Regions from separate parts of the Arachis hypogaea genome. Here region 2 is linked to region 1. Evidence: chromatin contacts called from public Hi-C data. All regions are on one chromosome and are shown on one strand. The core of a region is the stretch at or near the end of the contact, and the rest is flanking DNA. Distances in the headings are between cores, read along the strand shown.

Region 1 (4,934 bases), core at 1,584-4,083:
AGTAGTATTTATAAGATTTGTTAATTATTTAAAGTCTAAAAAATATAAATAATATTAGAAAAAATATAATATATCTCAAGATGAGTACTCTATCTAATAAGTATTAATAATAGATCTTTTAAAAAACCATGATATATTTTATGGCTCAATTATGTGAAAAATACAGTTGAAAACATTTTAGACTATAACAATGATTTAAGGTGCTACATTTTGAATCAATTACTAAAGTAGTGTTGATTAATATAAAGGATAATCAATAATTAATACTATATGGATTTTTTGTGATTATTGTAAAATTTGAAAGTACATATGTATGCAAGCCTAATTTAAAGCAAGTTGAATGATGATAATAATGAACATAGTCAATAAATTCAAAAGATGTATAAATTAGTGTGTAGTCATGCATTGACATGCATGCCTTAATCTATTTCTATTTCACCACTTACCACGCACTACGTTTTCACAATAATAATAATAATAATAATAATAATAATAATAATAATAATAATAATAATAATAATAATAATAATAAGTGACTTCACTAGTTTCTTGTGTAAACCACTTTAACTAACTAGTTTCTTTAATTATCGTATTCATAATACGATATAACATATATCTCTATAGCTAGTAGGTGTGTGTTTAGGGAATGAAACACACACACAAAACCTAACATCTTTAATTGATTAATTTACAATTTACATGTTTTTTATTAAATTGTGGTTAAGACAAAATGTAAAAATTATAAGAAAAATACAAGTTTAACGACCATAGTTGTCGCTTAAATTTAGAAATTTGGTACACTGCCACGTTAAAGGTTGTGGTTTGTGGCTTTGTGACAAAACCAAGAGTGAGGGGGGGGCACACATTTGCATGTAGGAATTGCAAGTTAGGTATAGAAGCTTTTGTAAACAAGCCTCGTGTGCTCCAATTAGAAAGGTTTGTGAGGTTGGAACAGTTTTTGGATTTTGGATCTATCAAGAAAAAAAAAAATAACAATTGGTGCTAACATGTGATTAAAAGCAATTTTTGCTTACAATACAATCTAATTTTCGACTCTGTTTTGCGATGTAGACACAAGGCCCCAAAACCCTAATTCTGTTAGTTTCAAAGGCCCTACCAATGATAACTTGTTGAATTGACCTTATACTAGTAGCTAATTATCAAAAGGCAATTAATAGCAATATTCTCGATCCCAAACTACTTCATTTCACCCCAAAGTTCTTCTTTACATTCTTTCATATTGTAAACAATCATCCTCTAAAATAAAATACCAAGAACCTTTAAATCAAAAGATTTTATATCTCAAAATTCAAAATGAAATAAAATATATAGTGATAAATTATGAATTTAATTACTCTATTAGTCCTTATAATTTTATCAAATTTTCAATTAAGTTTCTATTTTTTTCTTTTAATTAGATCTCTACACTATTTTTAATTTTATAATTAGATATTTTCTAATGTAAAAAATGTTATAGTTAACTAAATATTTTGTAGTAAATTGAAAGTATTCATAATTAAAAATTTAACTAAATTTTTGTACCCCATATATTTTAGGAGAAATATTCCGTTAATTTTAATAATTTTTATATAAAAATGACCTAATTATAAAATTAAAAATAATATAAAAAATTTAATTAAAAAAATATAAAAGTCTAATTAAACATTTAGTAAAATTATAAGAATTAAACCTAAATTATAAGAGCGATGAGTGGTAAAACGTAACGAAGCATATGTATGTTGCTATTGGTATTAGAAATAGAATCATTTAGGCAAAGTAATGAGAATACGTGTTGTTATTTGTGATTGTAATGCATGAGAACTCAAAATACACCAAACATGATTTGAGTAACGCTATACAATAGCCAAAGTTAAGTCTCATTTTACACACATGTTCACTAAGTATAGAATTAGTAGCTTTCGATCTCTTTGATGATAAAATTAAATTTCTGGTATAATGCATGCAACATATATATATGCAGCTTTTTTATTTTTTATCAATCGGGTAGAGATGGTGCTTATGCTTCTACATAATTGGAAAAATGACAAAGTCCGATAAAAAAGAAGTGAGATGTGGGGCATCAATTTGATCAATGTGTATATATATCTCACACAGTTAAATAAAATCTTTGTGCTTATTATTATTACAGTACTACGTACTAGTATCTCCCATATCACACTCTGTACTATCTTAATTATTCACTATGTAGTATCTAGATCCTTTTTTCTTTTTTTTTCTTTTTATGGGAAAAAAAATTTAAATAAATATAACATCGATCATCTTACTAATACAATAATCACTGATATATAGAAAAATGTCTTGATGAATTTTAGTCTCAATTCACATTAGTCCTTCATATATATGTGTGTGTAGTAGTGGCAATAAATATCTAGCTACAAATTATTCTTGTGCCTTGTTATTATAATAAATGTGACTTTTCTTTTTGTTATAATGATTCTGAATAAACTTTCGGTATACATCATTCATAAGTCCAAGCATGTCCTGTAAAAGTGACCACAACAGTCCTATATATATATAGATGTATGTGTGTAGACTCCAATAATTTCTTATATATATATTCAGTCTTTTGAGATGACATTATATGTTATCTATTATTTTTGTTTGTTACACATGTACATAAAAGTGAGGATCTAGAAAATATTAAGATGTAAGAAATGAAGGTAAAAGATAAGAAAATAACGGAGATGATATGGACAACAGACTTTATTTAATATATGATGCTAAGAATGGTACATACATACGTAACGAAGCACCTCAAAATCTTATAAAAAGGTCCCTTCGCTCACTTCTCACACACACACCCCCACTCTCTTCTCTCATCATTCCATCCTGGTCCCCGCTCCTCACTTCGTGTGCAATTCGTCCAGAAACCAATTCAAATCCCCATTTTACCCTTCCCTTCCTTAACAGTTAACATGGTTAATCGAGAGCAGAACCCTCTTCAGAACACATCATCATACCCGACAATTTCCGAGGTACATTATTATCCAACAATTTCAGCGTACACATAATAATAATATTTTTATTAACAAATTTATTTATTTATTATTAGGTATTGGAGGAAATAAAGAGAATAACCGACATAGGGTTGCCAATATTAGCCATGAGCCTGGTTGGTTACCTGAAGAACATGAGCTTAGTGGTTTGCATGGGAAAATTGGGAAGCCTGGAGTTAGCCGCTGGAGCTTTGGCAATTGGGTTCACCAACATAACCGGTTACTCGGTTCTCTCCGGTCTAGCCATGGGCATGGAACCGCTCTGCACCCAAGCCTTTGGTTCTAGAAACTTCTCATTACTGTCTATCACTTTACAAAGGACAATCCTTATGCTCTTGCTCTTCTCTCTCCCCATCTCTCTCTTGTGGCTCAACCTCGAACCCTTCATGCTCTGCCTTCACCAGAACCCCAACATAACACGTGTCGCAAGCATATATTGCCGCTTCGCCATCCCTGACCTCCTTGCCAACAGCCTCCTCCACCCTCTTCGCATTTACCTCCGTAGCAAAGGGACAACATGGCCATTAATGTGGTGCACCTTACTTGCTATTCTCCTCCACCTTCCCATCATCATTCTTTTGACCTTCAAGCTTCACCTTGGCGTCGCCGGAGTCGCCATATCATCCTTCCTTGCCAACTTCAACACTCTCTTCTTCCTCCTTCTCTACATGTACTACACCTCTGTCTCCCAAGAATTATCCCTAGCCCTGCCATTGATTAAGGGAGCACACCATGTTGGAGACGCCACGCTTAACTTCATCAAGGAATGGGCCATGCTACTCAAGTTCTCCATACAGAGTTGTCTCGCTGTGTGCTTGGAATGGTGGTGGTACGAATTCATGACAATCATGGCAGGCTACCTTTACAACCCTCGCGCATCGCTCGCCACCGCCGGCATAGTGATACAAACGACATCTCTTTTGTACACTCTACCGACGGCGCTCAGCGCGTCTGCGTCCACGAGGGTTGGCAACAAACTCGGAGCAGGGCAACCCGAAAGGGCGAGCTTGTCGACGGTGGTAGCCATAGGGCTATCACTGGCAAGCTCGATCTTGGGGTTGCTCTGGACCACAATAGGGAGAGAGAGATGGAGCAGAGCGTTCACAGATGATAGGGAGGTTGTGGAGCTAACAATGGTTGTGTTGCCGATAATCGGAGTGTGTGAGCTGGCAAACTGTCCGCAAACGACGAGTTGCGGAATATTGAGAGGGAGCGCAAGACCGGGTGTGGGAGCAGCCATAAACTTCTGCTCGTTTTACATGGTGGGAGCACCGGTGGCGATAGTATTGGCGTTCGTATTGGGAATGGGAATGGTGGGATTGTGTTATGGGCTTCTAGCAGCGCAAATGGCGTGTGTGGTTTCGATTCTTGTTGTGGTTTACAAAACAGATTGCGAGAGTGAGTCTTTGAAAGCCAAAATCTTGGTCGGAAAGAGTCACAGCATGTTATCATCACATGCAGAAGAAGAAGAAGAGGATCAAACACTCAAATGTGAAGAAGGTGTTGTCTTTCTCAACCCCCAATAGCCTGCAATTGCAACAATATAATATGTACATTCATACGTGTACCCATCGAAAAGCATGCATGCTGTGCTTTCTTATAATTATTAAAAGCTTCAGAGGGTAAGTGATGACTTCATATTATTGTTTTTTTTTTGTTCGTTATGATAGTTTGTGCATATATTTTTTTCATGAGAAGAAGGTTAGAAGAGTACGAACATTTATTATTTTTTATTATTAATTAATCATTAATATTTAAAAGTATAAATTAAAATACATGGTTGGATTATTAAATTAAAAAATTATGTTGATAATTAAAAATAATAAATCTTGATGATTTTTTAAATTTTTTTTTATGATAAATTACAACCATCTTATTGTCGCTTTCTTTTTCACCTTGATGCTTCTCCGGATCCAT
Region 2 (5,399 bases), core at 971-3,470, 150 kb after region 1:
ATCGTGGTCACGCTTTCGCGGCCTATTCACACCCTAACACCGTAACACATGACATCCTGTTTAAAATATTTTAATGATATTCATAATTTTTATACGATCTGATATAAATTATTATAAATAGATGATTTTACTTTTAATCAAACTTGAAGAAGAATAACATGTCAAAATATTATATAATATCTAATTAAAGAATAATATGTTACTAAATTAACTTGTCCAATTATTTTTTTTCTTTTTAGCTTTTTATTTGTTCGAATTACAACAAAAAATGAAGTAAAATTATGAATTTTACCAACTGAACAAATAAATCATTACGAATTTTATCATAAAACAAAATTAATCTGTTTAAAAAGGAATTTCACATTCTAATTTCATAAATCCAAATCATCATATTTTTACCACGTCAAATAAAAATCTATTTATCCCAGCTTAACATGTAACATCGTAAGACTTGCATTTCATATTCGAGACCTATTTTTCCAAAAGATCACATTTTGTTATATCAAATAGAAATCTATTCCCACTTGATGACATGTAACGTTGTCTCACTAACCACTAATGAATTAGACAGTTATTTTTACTAAATTAATAATTAAAAATTATTACATAATAATTTAATTAAATTTATCAAATTATTTAAAAAAATTTAATTATTAATTTTGTATAAAAATAACTATATATAAATTTTTATTTCAAAATAAATATTAAACTAATATCATTTAATGAATTTAATAAACTAAATCAAAACTTAAATAAAAATTTATATATAATTATTTTTATAATAAATTAATAATTAAAAATAATTAAATAATTTAATATATCTGACTAAACTATCATTTTAATATTATTAATCTATAGAGCATGATATTTCATTGAGTCATCGTATCCGCATGTTACATACTGTATCCAATCATATCTTAATAAAAAATAAAAAATTATTCTCTAAACATATTTAGACATACTTAAATACTATCGCATATCATTGTATCAGTATATTCTTAATATGTATTATTAAAATAAATTTAAAAATAACATATTATTATTTATTAAAACAAAATTATTTTAAATACTTTATATAATTAAAATAAATATTAAAAATAATTAAAAAATCAATTTAATTTTATTATAATAAAATAATAAAATATTATTATAATTTATTTAAAAAAAATTAAATTTTATATACATACGTGTCTTTTATCTTATAAAATTTATCTTATAAAATTTTAAAATTTATGTGTTTTGTCATATCTATGTCGGTGCATCATAGTTATTAACTATTAATTTTATATAAAATTATTATGACCAATAATTAATTATCATTTCACACCTTTTTCTGTTCCGTTCTGCTAAGTATTTTGATTCTTATTAATCCGGTCTCATACAAATGGAGGGATAGCACGATTAATTGTGTTATTAGATTAATAAAAGAACAAGAAAGAAAAAGTATGAAGGATAAGTCCATTACTAATTTAGCAAATATAGATAGATAGAAACTAAGGACACGCAAACAAAAACGAGTATATCATTGCTATTGCTTTCGGATACGATCATAGGAAGCATAGAAAGCCTTTTGGTTTTGATATGATAATATGATTATGAGTGTGGGCCCGGGGTGTGGTCTGATGTGAGTTTGCGGTTGAGGAACATGTGTCGGAGCTCCACCGGGTCAATTTGTGGAGTGTGATTGATGGGCCTGTAGTAACCGCTTACTGGATCTGGGGCCCAATCTCTGCACACACCTCCTCCCCCCTTTCCTTCTACAATGGAATTTGAAGCATCAGACACTGCCGCATAACCCCGCCTACCATGCAACAAACTACAAATCACCAAAAATAAAATATCAATCATAAGGAGGAAGAGGAAAGAAGAAAAGAAACTCACCGACGAAGAGGGATTAAGGAGGAGGAAGCTTCAGCAACAAGAGCACCAAGGCGGCTTGCTTGTGAGAGAGAGCGAGCCATGCTTATTATTTTATATGATAAGGATATTGTTAGTTTGCTGCTGCGGAAGATCGCTTCTGATGGATGTAAGGCGGAATTCCGCAGCAGCAACCACGGCTTATGGGGTGGCTCTGTTCCCTCTGGATTCTAATGTTGCCTGTGTGGTTCCTTTTATAACCACAATACAAGAGAAAGTGTAGTTTAAGCTAGGGTCGGGGTGGCGGAGCGGAACCATGTGTCGCCATTTGGGTGCCAACACATAAACCAACTTCCTCTTACCCCACGACACGCGTTACTACCCTTTCTTTAGTTCATATTGGATCAAGATATTTTCTCTTGCATTCATTGAATTGAGACCTTTTTTTATATCAAGGTTGTTGTCAATTAATCAAACAAGTCAACACAGTGGGCCTGAGAGCTAAGTAGTGTCAAGAGAGCAGAGGATAGAGCCTCCCATTAGGATTTGGATAACATTTTCATTTTAACAAAACAGCCAAACATGACCAACTATTTTCTGTGTAACCACAAGATTGGCACCATGTGTGAGCCAGCCTTACATCCTAAAATCTAAATGCAAACATAAGTACCTTCCAAACACTTATTTATCTGAACAATGAGTTATTATATACACAAATTAAAATTTATATCTTTCAAAATTTGTTTAAGTATAAGAATTATTTCATTAATTTGGGTTAGTTGAATAATCAATTTGTACAGTAATTTGATTGGCCAATAATAAATTTTTAAATAAAATTTAAATTTATAGTAGATTAATTTTTGACCTATTAAATTAGGAGATATCTTGGACAAACAAAAAATATTATAAGAATCATTTAATTGGTTATCGTTTTTTTTATTTAATTGAAGGCTATGGACACAGAAGAGAGTACAAAAATAGGTATATCCGAGAAAATGGGCTTATATATTGCAGCCTACTTTTTTGCCATCAGGAAGGCCCAAAATTTCAAAGCAGTGTGTGACACACAACATAAACAAAACAACATACCTGACCCAAAAAAAAAATCAATTGCGCATGAAACTTCCTTCATGGAAGCACATGCAAGTTGACTCACTCTTTCCATAATTCTGAAAGAAAAAAAAAGAAAAAAAAGAGCAATTATTTTTGAAAGTTAGACGCGTCCCCGCAACCCGAAGAAGCACTTATTTTAAGGACACATAATTCACAGAAAGCAGAGTGATGAAGTAGTAGTTACATACGATTTTGATTTGGCCATTGGTAGGAAAAGTAAAAGGAAAAAGGAAAAGAAAAAGATGATAGAAGAAAGGGGTGCACCCCATGGAATGCTTCTAGCAATTGTGGTGGCAATTGTGGTGGTGGTGCCATTCTTCGTTGGAGACCAGGGTGAAGCCATCACAGAAGCCATCTCAGAGCTTCTCAGTCCCCTCGGCCTCCTACTCCTACCGATCATTCTCCTACTCACTATCCAGTTCCTCTCCTCCGATCGCGGCTCCTTCATCTCTTCCATCTTCACTGGCGAGCCTGAAACCATCCACCGCGCCACCGGCTCCCCTGCCGGCGTCGCACTCTTCCTCGTCCTCATCCTCTTCCTCTTGTACAACCGCGTCTCCATCTTCGGCGGCGACGATTCCGACGACTGAACTCAACTCACTTTCTGGATCTAGCTGCTCCAAGTAGTCAACCTTGTCCGTTTTTTGTATGTACCATTATTTCTTAATTCTTTTTGTGATTTTAGATTAGATAGATGTATGCGGGGAAATTCAGATAATTCCAGGGACCAATGCTCAGCTTTTGTAGTAATAATCGTCCGAGTTGAATTCCTTTATTTCATTTCTTACCTTCCAATCTCAACAAATAAGTTAGAATCAACTCATTATTATTATTATTTGCAATCTTATTGTTTTTCTTTGACCGACGGTCCAACTTGGAAATTCAAATCAATTCTATTATGTTGGTGTTTTTTTGTCGGTGGTGGGTGGCGGTTTTTCGTGTTGTTGACGTTTTATGCGGTTGCGCTGACTGACCTGTGTAATGTGCGGTGCGGGGTGCTTTGGAGTAGTTTGAAGTTTGTACATACAGTACATTACAGTTTTGTGGACGCGTAAACGGTTGTTACGTGTGCCTAGTGGGTCCCTTATTATATGGTATGGGATAGTAACCAACCAACGAAATTATAACCATGTTTCTTCTCAGCATTTAAATTGTGTTTATGTGAAGCAGCATTGGATCCTCTGATCTATTCTTTTGAGATGGATCGCTTTGTTGTTTGTGTAATGGCTGGCATAAAAGAGATCAGACGACAGGATCAAGATCCACATGAGGGTGATCAAAGATACCAATGGACTTAAAGGACAAAGTGAATCTTGCTCCACACAAAGATCCACTAAAGACGCTGTGCCTGTGTCTGCCTGCCATCTGACAAGCGTCCCCTTCTCATCCCATCATGTGCACAAAATGCTTAATTGCTTACTACTAAGTACTAACTCAAATGCATCCATCTTTTGAGACGCTACCTGTCCCTTCCCTAAGCTTTCACACAAAATTATGTACCAGGCAATACATTTGTGTTTACATAAGTGATGCTTATCCCTCCAAATATCATTCTCCTAACGTTAATTAGATCCCAACACATCAACGGTGGCACCCTAGCTTGCTTCTAGAACCCAGGATACAGAAACCTAATTCGTGAAACCAACAGAATACCAAATTGCCAAGTAGGTTTAAACTTTATCTATGTCAAATGAGAACCATCTTGATACTAGATTATGTTTTTATGTAGTTAGATAGCACTAAAATTTTATAATAGATATGTTATACTACTTCAGTAATTTGACAGGAGAGAATCATATGAAGTTTTTTTTTTTTTTTTACACGAATTCAACTTGCTAGGCATGAGGTCGAAGTAACATCACACAAGGAGACAAATATACATTTAAGTGAATTAAATTTGAATATCCAACGAAAGATCCGCTGATATCAAATGAACAAAAACCTTTAAACTATATATTTGCTAACAAATTACATCAAGAACATACACATGATCATCATTGAATAAAACCAGGTCTCTCAACGAGGTACTCTTTTTCTACTTAGTATCTCCTGTTCTTTTAGTCGATGTTGGAATCTTGCGAGCCGGGCTTGAAGACTGACGAGACTAGCTGCTTTGCGAGAGAGAACAAAACTCAGCTGGGTTACATAGTTGTCAATAAGGCTTCCTGGCTGATCCACTTCTGCCAATAATTTCATCTCCTAAGAAACCAAAAATTAAGATGATCACCAACTCAACAGATCATAAGTTGAAAGCATTTATTTTTATTTTTACTTTTATTTATTTTTTATTGACAACCAAGATATTTTAGTTTATTTTAAGAGAAATGCTAGAAGACTATCATAATTTATTATTTTTAGCCATCAATGTTTAAAAGTATAGGCTAACATATATTGTTGGATTACTAAACTAAAAGAATTGGGTTGATTGG

Evidence for each region. A called contact is a pair of places that touch in the nucleus more often than the background predicts.
Region 2: a Hi-C map of leaf shows a contact between it and region 1, with 2.6 times the contacts expected there. The contact joins the promoter of LOC112703831 here to the promoter of LOC112703755 in region 1. A contact is called at or near these places in 2 of 8 Hi-C or Micro-C datasets (both in leaf).

What each region holds. Positions count from the first base shown.
Region 1 is chr1:101,503,914-101,508,847 of arahy.Tifrunner.gnm2.J5K5, forward strand. LOC112703755 (protein DETOXIFICATION 55) reads left to right here and starts at 2,834. Exons shown (of 2, transcript XM_025755341.3): 1 at 2,834-2,996; 2 at 3,074-4,665. The coding sequence starts at 2,937. The coding sequence ends at 4,543.
Region 2 is chr1:101,655,092-101,660,490 of arahy.Tifrunner.gnm2.J5K5, forward strand. LOC112703831 (late embryogenesis abundant protein Lea5) reads right to left here and starts at 2,221. Exons shown (of 2, transcript XM_025755471.2): 1 at 1,882-2,221; 2 at 1,443-1,801. The coding sequence starts at 1,961. The coding sequence ends at 1,594. It overlaps LOC112703861, which reads left to right and starts at 3,213. Exons shown (of 1, transcript XM_025755493.3): 1 at 3,213-3,560. The coding sequence starts at 3,213. The coding sequence ends at 3,560. LOC112703847 (kinesin-like protein KIN-13A) reads right to left here. Exons shown (of 13, transcript XM_025755485.3): 13 at 4,764-5,169. The coding sequence ends at 4,987.